Regions from separate parts of the Athene noctua genome. Here region 1 is linked to region 2. The links are chromatin contacts, called in public Hi-C maps. All regions are on one chromosome and are shown on one strand. The core of a region is the stretch at or near the end of the contact, and the rest is flanking DNA. Distances in the headings are between cores, read along the strand shown. Region 1 holds the start of LRRC9 (leucine rich repeat containing 9). Region 2 holds the start of JKAMP (JNK1/MAPK8 associated membrane protein).

The links. Hi-C and Micro-C count contacts between places; a contact is called where the count stands out from the background.
Region 1: a contact with region 2 is called in a Hi-C map of heart, with 5 times the contacts expected there. The contact joins the promoter of LRRC9 here to the promoter of JKAMP in region 2. A contact is called at or near these places in 2 of 2 Hi-C or Micro-C datasets (heart and liver).

Annotation. Positions count from the first base shown.
Region 1 is chr6:43,676,493-43,681,740 of bAthNoc1.hap1.1, forward strand. It overlaps LRRC9 (leucine rich repeat containing 9), which reads left to right and starts at 3,474. Exons shown (of 42, transcript XM_074909185.1): 1 at 3,474-3,521; 2 at 4,505-4,529; 3 at 4,532-4,582. The coding sequence starts at 3,474.
Region 2 is chr6:43,487,955-43,493,168 of bAthNoc1.hap1.1, forward strand. JKAMP (JNK1/MAPK8 associated membrane protein) reads left to right here and starts at 1,460. Exons shown (of 7, transcript XM_074908802.1): 1 at 1,460-1,516; 2 at 1,691-1,782; 3 at 2,537-2,691; 4 at 3,668-3,874; 5 at 4,280-4,461; 6 at 5,176-5,214. The coding sequence starts at 1,462. L3HYPDH (trans-L-3-hydroxyproline dehydratase) reads right to left here and starts at 1,700. Exons shown (of 6, transcript XM_074908799.1): 1 at 1,618-1,700; 2 at 816-1,312; 3 at 355-524; 4 at 1-25. The coding sequence starts at 1,700.

The DNA.
Region 1 (5,248 bases), core at 2,224-4,723, 190 kb after region 2:
GAAAACACAGCAATTCAGATGATCTAAAAACATGCAAAGTACAAAGCACAGACATACACATTCATCTATATACTTCATTTACTTTAGAAAGATGGGGAACAGTAGTCTGTAAAATCAGGTGAGCTGCAGAGAGAGCAGAGCCCCACAGCACTGACACCCATTCTGCATCATAACACTCTGTGGCATGAGGATGCAGCCATAGCTGATGGGAAATGGCCTTTTCCACCCAGAGCTCAGATAGTCAGGAGTTATTTTAGATAAAACACTAATGCATATGCATTTAAAGTCATGACTGGATTGTCTGTGACAACTGTCTGTTGCTAGTGACATACTTGAGACAACACACTTTTATCCCATTTGATCCTGCAGGTCAAGCTGTAACTAGCTTGGGATACATGCCAGAATGCTCTCTGAATAACATCTATTTTAGGCAGTGCCAAAAGCAAGCAAGTGCTCTTCTCCCCTTGCCACATATGTGCCCATGGCTCATAGGACTCCTGTGAACATACTTAATGCATCACCACTGCTGGGCCAGACCCTAGAAGCCTTCTTCAGTCTTGTTTCAGCAATATTTTTCTTAACCTCAGTGGGAGTAAGGACTCTGCATTATTAAGTGGAGACATCAATATAACTAGATCATATTTCCAAGTACTGTCCAAGCTTATCCTGCTAACCTAACTGCTTCCAATCGCAGCTGCAGGGGTGGCAATTCCCAGGTGCTTAATGGGAAATCTATTATTCTAAATCCTTCAAAAGACATAGGCATGTCTCACATCAAAATAGTTATACTACTAAAATTATTAGAAAAAACAACCCCAAAACTACCTCATATATCTTACCTGATCCTAAAAACTAGCTAAAGTACTTACAGTTTTATTAACACTAAGGCATAGAGAGCCTAGTTTCTAAAATGCAATCCCTCTTAAACACACAAGGTCTGTCAGGACTGCTTCCTGCCACTTAATCTGATATTTTACCTAAATACGCACGGACTTGCAGAGATGATACCAGAAGCACTTGGTAAATGACACAGTGGAAGTCAGAAATATTCCAGTGATACAAAACAGAAGCAGACAAAAAACTGCACATAGATTACAAATGGTATTTTTTTTAAGGATGGAGACCCTTCTACAAATACAGTGATGACTATTTAGCAACGCCAGTAAAACCAAATCATCTACCAGCCTATAAAAATATCAACAGCAGTAGAAGGCAGAGGCAGAAAGACACACCTATGATGCACAGTGATCCAAGAGAATCTGATTAGCATTATTCCAAAAGTTTCTATGGTAGTCAGCAACACTACAAGGACAATTCCAAAAGTAAATATACAGCAGCAAAGCTCCATCAGCATTTAAACAGTTGCTTTGTCTATGCTATGAAATTATTTCAAATTATACTAAAAATCTTTAGCAGAATGTGCCACAGCAGAAGGTGAAAGATAACACACTTGAAATTATTAACTCAGCTTTGGATAGGTTTGAAAATTTTTTGCATTAAAAGAGAAGCCTAGCAACTGCTGCCAGACATTTTTAAAATACTGTACATGAAAATATACATTTGAACAGCTTTATAAACCAACACAAGATTATCTAGCAGTAACATTAGCTACCTCTTAACGAGCTGAGTTAATGATTACCATTGTAATGCTGCCATGCCATGCATGTTTGCTGCAGTTGAAGAGATTAGGAATGTTACACACACAGATTTTAGGCTGCTAGAGCAGGTCACTCTGAGATAATTCAATCACCTAGAAAGGACTAAAAGTGTGGAACAATAATGCTGACTTTTACAAGAACTACTTTCTGGTAAGAGAGGAGTGCTTTCCAGTCAATCAGAACTCCCTATACACAAATTAGATCATTTGGCTTTCCTCACTGCCAATAATGAGTCATACTGCTTGATGCTCAGAAAGAAAAGCAGTTGCATTTGGCTACTAATAGTACCAATGAATATCTGAATTTGGATGCAATGTCCAGTTTCAGTGCTAATTCATTCAACTGCTGTTTAAAATATATTAAACAGATCACAAAATGGTATCAGTTGGCCTAGCTGCCTAAACTAATTCACTGAGAAGGTTGTGCCTAAGATTCGTTGTCAACGAGAAAGGAAAGGAGCACTTTGTTAAACAAGACCAGCTTTCTTACAGGATCTGGTGTAGAGAACAGAACATACTCCCCTTAAGCAGAATTACATAAAAATTTCTCTGGAGAAGGCTCAGAGCAGATGATTGTTTTTTTCCTTGAATTAGAAAGTGTGCACAGTCTTCAGAGCATTTTTAAATTTCAAATTGTTCCGTTATGTACTTTTTACGGTATGTTAATTCAGGAGAGCATATTTGGACCCACAGATTTACCCTGTTACTGACTTCTGCTAAAAGAAGCGAGATATATATATCTATATAATGTCTTTGGGCAAGTGAAATGTAGCACCTATGGACAGGGAAGTCTAAAACCAAACCAGAACCTCTTACACAATGTAGAAATAAACAGAAGCTGGTTGCCTTATGTGGACTTGGAGTGACATCCGGCGGTGTGAAATAGCAGTGCAAGTAACGAGTGACAGACATTCATCTGTCTTTGTGGAAATGCTTGAGAAAATTTCTCCCTCTCCATTAAAAATGTTACGAAATATTAATACAAAAACTTTAACAGAAATCTTAGCAATTTTCAATAGATTTAACCTCCTTACTCACAAATCAAACATCTTTGATGACATTTGTTTCAGCAAAGATCCAATTTTTTGCTGAGCAATCCTACCCCTGGAAAATGTTCAGCTGGTCTCACTGCATGAAAAAAAAAAAAAACAAACAAACCCAAACAAACCAGTGACTGAATTATAATTGTTCTTAAATTAATATCATTAATGCAGTGGAAATGGCTCAGTGCACACGGTCCTTTCGGTTTAAGAATGCCCTATTTTATCCCACAGTTACATTTCTAATTGATTTAAGCTAAGCCACGGTAAGCTTTTGTGCTGCCATGCGGCACAGCCAGTTGACGTTGTCCGCTGAAGATAAACTGCTGCACAGACGTGACTCCCTTCCTGACCAAGGGAGAAACTCTCTGACCCTTTTTTTTGACATGTCACAAACCAGTTTATCCGCTGCACTCTACCACCCCACGCATTAACAGAGCAAGAGGAAAAGTCACTGCAGCTTAAATTAAAGACGAGCACTAGGCCAGGTGCCCGGGATGGGAAGGTCTGCAGTGTGTTGCTGTCAAACCGCTGACCTAGCGCGGCAGAGGATCGCACGGACCCAGTTCCCGCCGCCCCACTTCACTGGGCGCACTGGTGCTGAGCCCTCCGCTCACTGAGGCAACTGCCATGGCCCGTACCCCGCCGCACGCGCCCTGTCCCTCCCCGCACACACGCCTCCGATTGGCTGCTGCTCTGCCCCACCCAGCCCGTGGGCGGGTCATTGCTTACGCACTCGCCTCCGGTTGGCTCTCAGCCCGCCGGCGGGCGGGGCGATGCGGTGTGCCCCACCCAGCCGGCGGCTCTCTGGGCCTGGGCGGGGGGTGGGTCAGTGGCCGCCCTGAGGGCTCGGCCCTGCCCGGCGCTGGGGCCTTCGCCAGGCCGCGGTGGGCAAACCCGTGGCAGTGCTCTGCGGGAATGTGCTATATGGAAACTGTTTGTGGAGGCAGTGATCTAGAAGGGATGCTGGCAGAGGCGTGTCCCTTCTAGGCCAGGTAGAACAACTCCCTGAGCTCCCCACCGGAGCCCAGGGGAGCAGGCATCCACCCAAATCTAATTCAGGTCTAATGTAATTTCCTTAGCTGTTGTAAATGGAAAAATTTATTCTTCGTTTCCTGTCCTAAATTACTCACTAGAGAGGCTGTGAGTTGTTAAGTACTGTGGCAGAAATTCAAAAGCAGCATGGATGCGGTGTGTTAAGTTTGTGCGTACTGTGGTTAATAAACCATGTAAGTGCTTTCAAAAAAAAATCTGTAACAATCATTTTCTTATTACTAATAAGTGTTTGATAACTAAAGAATAATTGCAGCAGCTGTGTGATTACTTAAAACATTGTAGCAGAGGTTTTATACTCTCAATTATATTCTGATATATTTTCACCAACATGCAGAGGGGCTTTTCTTGAGGTTTTTGGTGAATTACGAGCTCTGGTTCTTTTTTATGGCATCTTTATGCTTTGTGCAAATACAATTTCCTGAGTCCAATACAAGGATAAGGGGGCACAATTCCTCACCCTTCCTTATGAAGGTGGGTCAGAATAGCTTGTACTATACTAATTTCTGCACCTTTAGAATCTAAAAAACTTAATTTAAAAAGTAATAAAGTATTCCAGGCATTTTTAGCTTTTTTCTCTTGCAATATCCATTCTGACTTCATTAGAAATAACAGATTCTGGAATTCAATCTGTTAGGAATTTAGATCTTCTTTCCAAACTTCTTGGAAATTCAGTGACTTTCAAATTATGTGAGTGGCTACACAGCTGATAATATTACTGTACTTTTTCTAAGAAGAGAATAAGAAATAATAGTCACTGCAGAGAACTCAAAAGGTGATGCAGCTGATAACCAAACCCAGAACCTTGTAGAAATAATTATGGAGCTGCTAAGTTATTAATTTGGGTTTGATCTTATTTATTTATTTGTTTGTTTGTTTGTTTGTTTTCTCTCAGTACGCCTATAAATATCAATGCCCTTGCTAGAATATACAATTATTTTTGCTTCTCTAGAGATACCATCTGTAGGTAGGTTTCCATTCTGGAATGCCCCAAAGGTGGTGTAGGTCATGCATTAATAACAGTTTGTTGTGATCTGAATGTTTCAGAACCATGGGAAACATGTTAGCAGTTAGGATGCAGAAAGGAGAATCTCTCAAGAGAGTATCTTCAGAGTAAATGACTTTTAAGGTACAGCTCTCTCTATTGTCTCTGTTCCTTCTGAAATGCCCTGCAGAAATATTTGTATACAGAAAGATAAATAAGCTTGTTATATAAATTTCATCGAAATAAATCTCGCAGTTTTGATGTGGTCCTGCATTTTTGTAGACTGGATCATTGTGAGCAGAATTGGGTGATTAACTGTGGAAATTTTGTCTACTATGAACTGGTTAGAGTTTTTAAATGGTGTCCCACACCAATTTAACACACCTTGATTTAGGTGTCTACAGGCAGTTGTCTAGATAGGCATTTCCTTTCTAGGCTGCCATTACAGTCAGTGGAAATCAAGGACAGGGTTCAGCTCCGTAGATGCATCTGTCTAGTGCCACTTTACTTGCC
Region 2 (5,214 bases), core at 210-2,709:
CACTTTCAGGGTGATGAAGCTTGAACTGGGAACAGCACAGACAGGTTCACTAAGGCACGCAGCAGCTGGCCTGTCAGCAGTACATGCAGCACAGCTTCCTCAAGAGACCAGAGGAGGGGGACGAGGCCACACTGCTGCGTCTCCATCTCTGCTTCTCCAGCAACAGAGACAAGCGCAGCAGGAGGACAGCAAACTCCTCACATTCTTGTGAGGTTGGAGGACTCTGAAATTCAACACGAGGCTGGAAGGATAGGACTCCCTCCTATCCTGAGCGTCTGGGGGGAATAAAGGGCCTTGGTCTGGTGCAGTCACCCCGAAGGGAACACGCGGGGGTGCCGCAGCACTCTGCCGTACCTGTTTCTTCACCGCTTCTGTCACCGCGCTCGCCGCATTGACAAGGTCTCTGGTCTTCGAAGAGCACACATCAAGGCCCAGCTGCTCAGCGCTGAGGAAGGCGTAGAAAGTGCCGCCATAGCCGATGTCGACCACCACCTTCCCGTGACCCGGGACATCAATGGCCAAGTCTGGGCAGAGAAAGGGAGGGTGGTGAGGAGGGGGAACTGTGCTGAGCTATGGGCTCGCACACAGAGTGAAGGGACCCAGCCACGCGGGAGGGGAGGGTTAGCAACGATGACTCGAGTGCTCCTGTGCCAGAGCAGCTTGTGATGCCTTATGCCATCCCTGGTGGCCTCCGAAGAACATCAGAATCGGAGAAGGATTTGCCAGATACCCTCAGCCAGGCTGCCAGCCCCCAAGCCCAGCACGGCCACCACCAACCCCACCCCGGAGCCCAGCGCAGCGGGCCTGGTTCCCACCGGTGGCGGCAGCGAAGGCGGGCACGCTGTGGAAGCGGACGGGGTTGCCGCTGCGGTGGCCGTCCCAGGGCACGAAGGCGGTGACAGGCCCGCAGGGGCAGCGCAGGCGGACGGCGGTCTCGGGGCGGTCGGGAGCCGCCACCAGCCCGTAGTCGAGGGCGAAGCGGCCGAGGGCCAGGACGGCATGGCCGCACATGGCGCTGTAGCCGGCGCCGTGCAGGAAGAGCGCTGCCAGATGGGCGCCAGCGGCGGCCGCCCCGCCGCGCACCACCACCGCCCCGTACATGCCGTCGTGGCCCCGCGGTTCGTGCATCAGCGCCCGCCGCACATGGTCCTGCGTGGCCGCCATCTCCCGCCGCAGCGACAGCAGCGACAGCCCCCCCCCCGCCACCGCCTCCTCCGCCGCCTCCAGCCGCGGGATGATGCGCAGCGGCTCGCCGCCCGTGTGCATCTCCACCGTCCGCAGCACCAGCCCCGAGGGCGAGTGAGGCGGCAGCCGCAGCCCCGCGCCGCCGCCCGCCGCCGCCATCGCCCTCGCCCCGCGCAACCCCGCCCTCGGCCCCGCCCCGCCCCGATCGGCCCCGCCCCCGCCCGTCACCCGCGGGCAGCACCGCCCCGCCCCTCGGCCGTGGCCACGCCCCCGAGGATGCGGAAGTGTCGCGCGGAGGGCGCGCCGCGGGTCAGCGCCATGTTCCGCTCCGGTAGGACGGGCCGGGCCGGGCGGTACCGGGCTGGGGACGGGATGATGGGGGGCGGGGGTGTCAGCGGCTGGAGCTGGGCCGGCGGTGGCGCGCGGTGGCTGTGGGGGAGCCGCGGTGGTGCGAGGCGGGCCGGGCCGGAGCGCCGCGGTAACGTGCGCTGCGCTCTCCCCGCAGCTGTGGACATCCAGCCCGCCTGCCTCGGGCTGTACTGCGGCAGGACTGTGCTGTCGGTCAACGGCTCCGTGGAGACCTACGGGGACTGCGGGGTAAGTGCGGCGCGGGAGAGGCTGGGCCTGAGCAGGGGGGATGGCCCCGCTCCCCCCCCCCCGGGCTGAGCCCGGCGTCGGCAGCGCTGCCCGGACCGCTCCGGAGGCTGATGCGGATCCCGCTGTAGGCAGCACCGCGGCCCGCAGCCCGGCCCCGAGGTGCTTTGGGGATCAGGTGGAGAGGGGGGCTGCAGAGCGCGGACGGAGCTCCCTGTCCGGAAGCAGGAACTGGTTGATGAAACCTGCCCGAAGGAGGTGCTGAAGGCTCGGTGCTAAGCCGGAGCTGAGCGGAGGGGCTGCGAAAGCAGGAACAGAAGTGGATGGTGCTGAAATCGCTCTGCTCACTGATTTTATTGGAGTACTAAAGGAGAACAAGATCCAGGGAGGGTGGAATGAACAGGGAGCAAGAAACTCTGGGGGACAGAGATTATCAGTGGCCTGGTGAGTGAGCCTAGCAGTGAAAGGGACACGATGGTGTGACAGCAGGAGAGGAAAAGGGAGCCTTGGTTGAAGCCTTTTAAATCTGCTTCACCTTTTTTTATATTAAGAAGAAAGACCCAGAGAGAGCAAGGCCAGTGTAAGCTGATAAATTGCTGAGGTTAGTGTTTCATCTCTTTAAAAAACACATACATTTCTTGCCACTACTTCAAGCAGGATCTGTAGTGATTCATTCTGAATACTACTTCAAGCAGGAACTGTAGTGATTCGTTATAGTACTCAGATGCCTTGTAGATACAGTCTCTACTTTTTGTAGGTATGCCCTAGAGGTCAAAGAACTGATGACAACAAAATCTGCCGAGAATGTACGGGATCTCCAGACCGCTATGACTGGCTGTACCTTGGCTTCATGGCCATGCTTCCCCTGGTTTTACACTGGTTCTTTATTGAATGGTATTCAGGAAAAAAGAGGTTCGTATGCCCCTTCTTCAGATAAGTTATTTAAAAATGGAAGTCTCATATCCATCAGTGATCAATCTGAGATGCTGAATTGAACAGTCCAGTAGTTCACGCTGTTGGTTGAGCTGATACAGTTGCACATAAGCTCTGGGCAGCTGGAGGGGGGTGTTATTTACACATATAATAGTCTTGCAGGTTCTTGTCAGTTGCTGCCCTTAGGGCATGGTCTGTATCTCCTTAATGTGGTGGTGCCCAGTGCATCTGGCAATTGGGGCTGGATTGGGTTCTCCAGTAGCGGGCAGGAGTGTGTCATTCCCTCTCTCCTGGGGCAGACCTATCAGCTGCAGAGGCCCTGATGCAGTGAGAGAATGGGTTTGAGTTTTCTCTTTAGGAATATGTATAGTGGGGTTTGGTCCTGATAGCATAGCTGATGTAACTTTTATGTCAACACGGTGCATGAAGGAAGTTCTGTAAAAAAGGGGTTTAAAACTACAGCTGCATGTAGCCATTAGGTGCGAGAGTGAAAGTTTTAAGAAGTAATGACTTGAGTGTACTAAACACTGAAAACATAGGGGACTGAGAGAGTTTAGTATATTAATATATACTGTCTTTAACAAGCGCAGCTTTGAAAATTTTGCTTATATTATATGTAAGTGTGGTGTCTAATCCTCACTGACACTTTCTTTGAAGCTGCAACTGCTTGAGTGGTGTTGTCCCTCACCTGACAGGATGCTTATGCTACAGCAAGCTTTCGTTTAAGAAGCTGGAATGTTGTTCAGTCACATCTTACACATTAAATCATCTGAGGTTGTAAATGAGTTTTCACATTCAGCTTCAGATACATTTTGTTTGAGCAGCATTGTCCTGTCATTGGTCATGTGGAACTCAGTAGAAGATTCTCCACTGCAGTGGGCCTCCACTTCCCAGTTGGCATTTAAATTTTCAATAGTGTTTGCAAAATAGTAAATCTCTCTCTCTCCTTCCACAGTTCCAGCGCATTATTGCAGCATGTCACTGCCTTGTTCGAGTGCAGCGTCGCAGCAATCGTCACGCTGCTCGTCAGCGACCCTGTTGGCTCTCTGCACATCCGCTCCTGCAGGGTGAAGAAGCTTTCGGACTGGTACACGATGCTTTACAACCCAAGTCCTGACTACATCACCACGGTGCACTGCACTCATGAAGCAGTCTATCCCCTGTGAGTGTAAGGGCTTTTGTACTCCTGTCTGTCCCTTCCTTCTATACAAACATGTTTCTGTCCATGCCTTTTCTCAAAGCTGCAAAACATGTTCAGATGTGACTCAGACCAGTGAGTATCAATCCTTGATGTCTTCCATGCGTTGATCTGGTTTGTGTGTGAAGCACTTAGCAACACCTGGTAACTTTCTGAGTCACCTATGAAGCATAGACTTCATTTTTATTTCCCCTTTGCTGCATCTTGACTGTTTCCCCTAGGAAAAGTGAGCCCATTGTTCTGTGTTTACATTCTTTCTTTGTAAATTCTTTAGACTTGACTGACTCTAACCCCAGATTCCCTATCTCCAAGTTGAGTCTGCAGGAGAAAAAGAACTGCATGTTTTAAGGAATTTCTCTTTTTTTTCAGGTACACCATTGTGTTTATATATTACGCCTTCTGTCTTGTGTTAATGATGTTACTTCGGCCTCTTCTGGTTAAGAAGATTGCCTGTGGTTTAGGAAAGTCTGATCGATTTAAAAGCATTTATGCAGCACTGTACTTCTTCCCTATCCTCACCGTGCTCCAAGCTGTTGGAGGGGGCCTGCTCTGTGAGTTCTCTCCTAATAAAGATACCTATAAACACACACTAACAAGTGACTTATGTCTCTTCCCTCATTCCCATGACATGCTTTTTGCTTTGAGAATAAGGACGTTGTTTAAGGTTGTTGTGAGGAGTCTTACCTGAAGAGGTTGCTCATTAGTAGCCCTGTTCTAACCAGGCTGCAGACCAACACTGCCCTGCCCCTGCTGGCGCTGCTGGAGACCGTCCCTTTCCCAGAAAGGGAATAGAGGGGGTATAAGAGGAAATTACTTTACAGGGAGTTAGTTCCACTTTCTGCTAAGGTAGAGTTTGTCTGATTTTAGAGATGGATTAAAGTATAAGTTTGGGGAGATCAGCTATTTTTGGTTTAGCTTCCAGTATACTTGTCACATGAAGGGGACAAGGGCCACAAAATCCCCACTTTGCTTGTCTACTTTTTTCATTATCTACCTTTTCCAATTAGTGATTTAAGTGTACGGTAACTCCACCTAGAAATATTAGAGAAAGTTTGCAAGCCTAAGACGGAGGTGTTGAGTAGTTGTGCTGGCTGATCCTTACTGCTGTGCATTTTTGATGTGACGATAAGGGGTGAGGTATAGCAGCTTGGTTTACTTCACACCTATGATTATAGGTGTGAAGAAGGTGTGAAGAAAAGCTCTCTCTGCTGAAGTGTGTATCCTGCGTTCTTTTTCCTGCTAATATGTCCCATGTTTGCCTTTAGATTATGCCTTCCCATACATCATCCTGGTGTTGTCTTTGG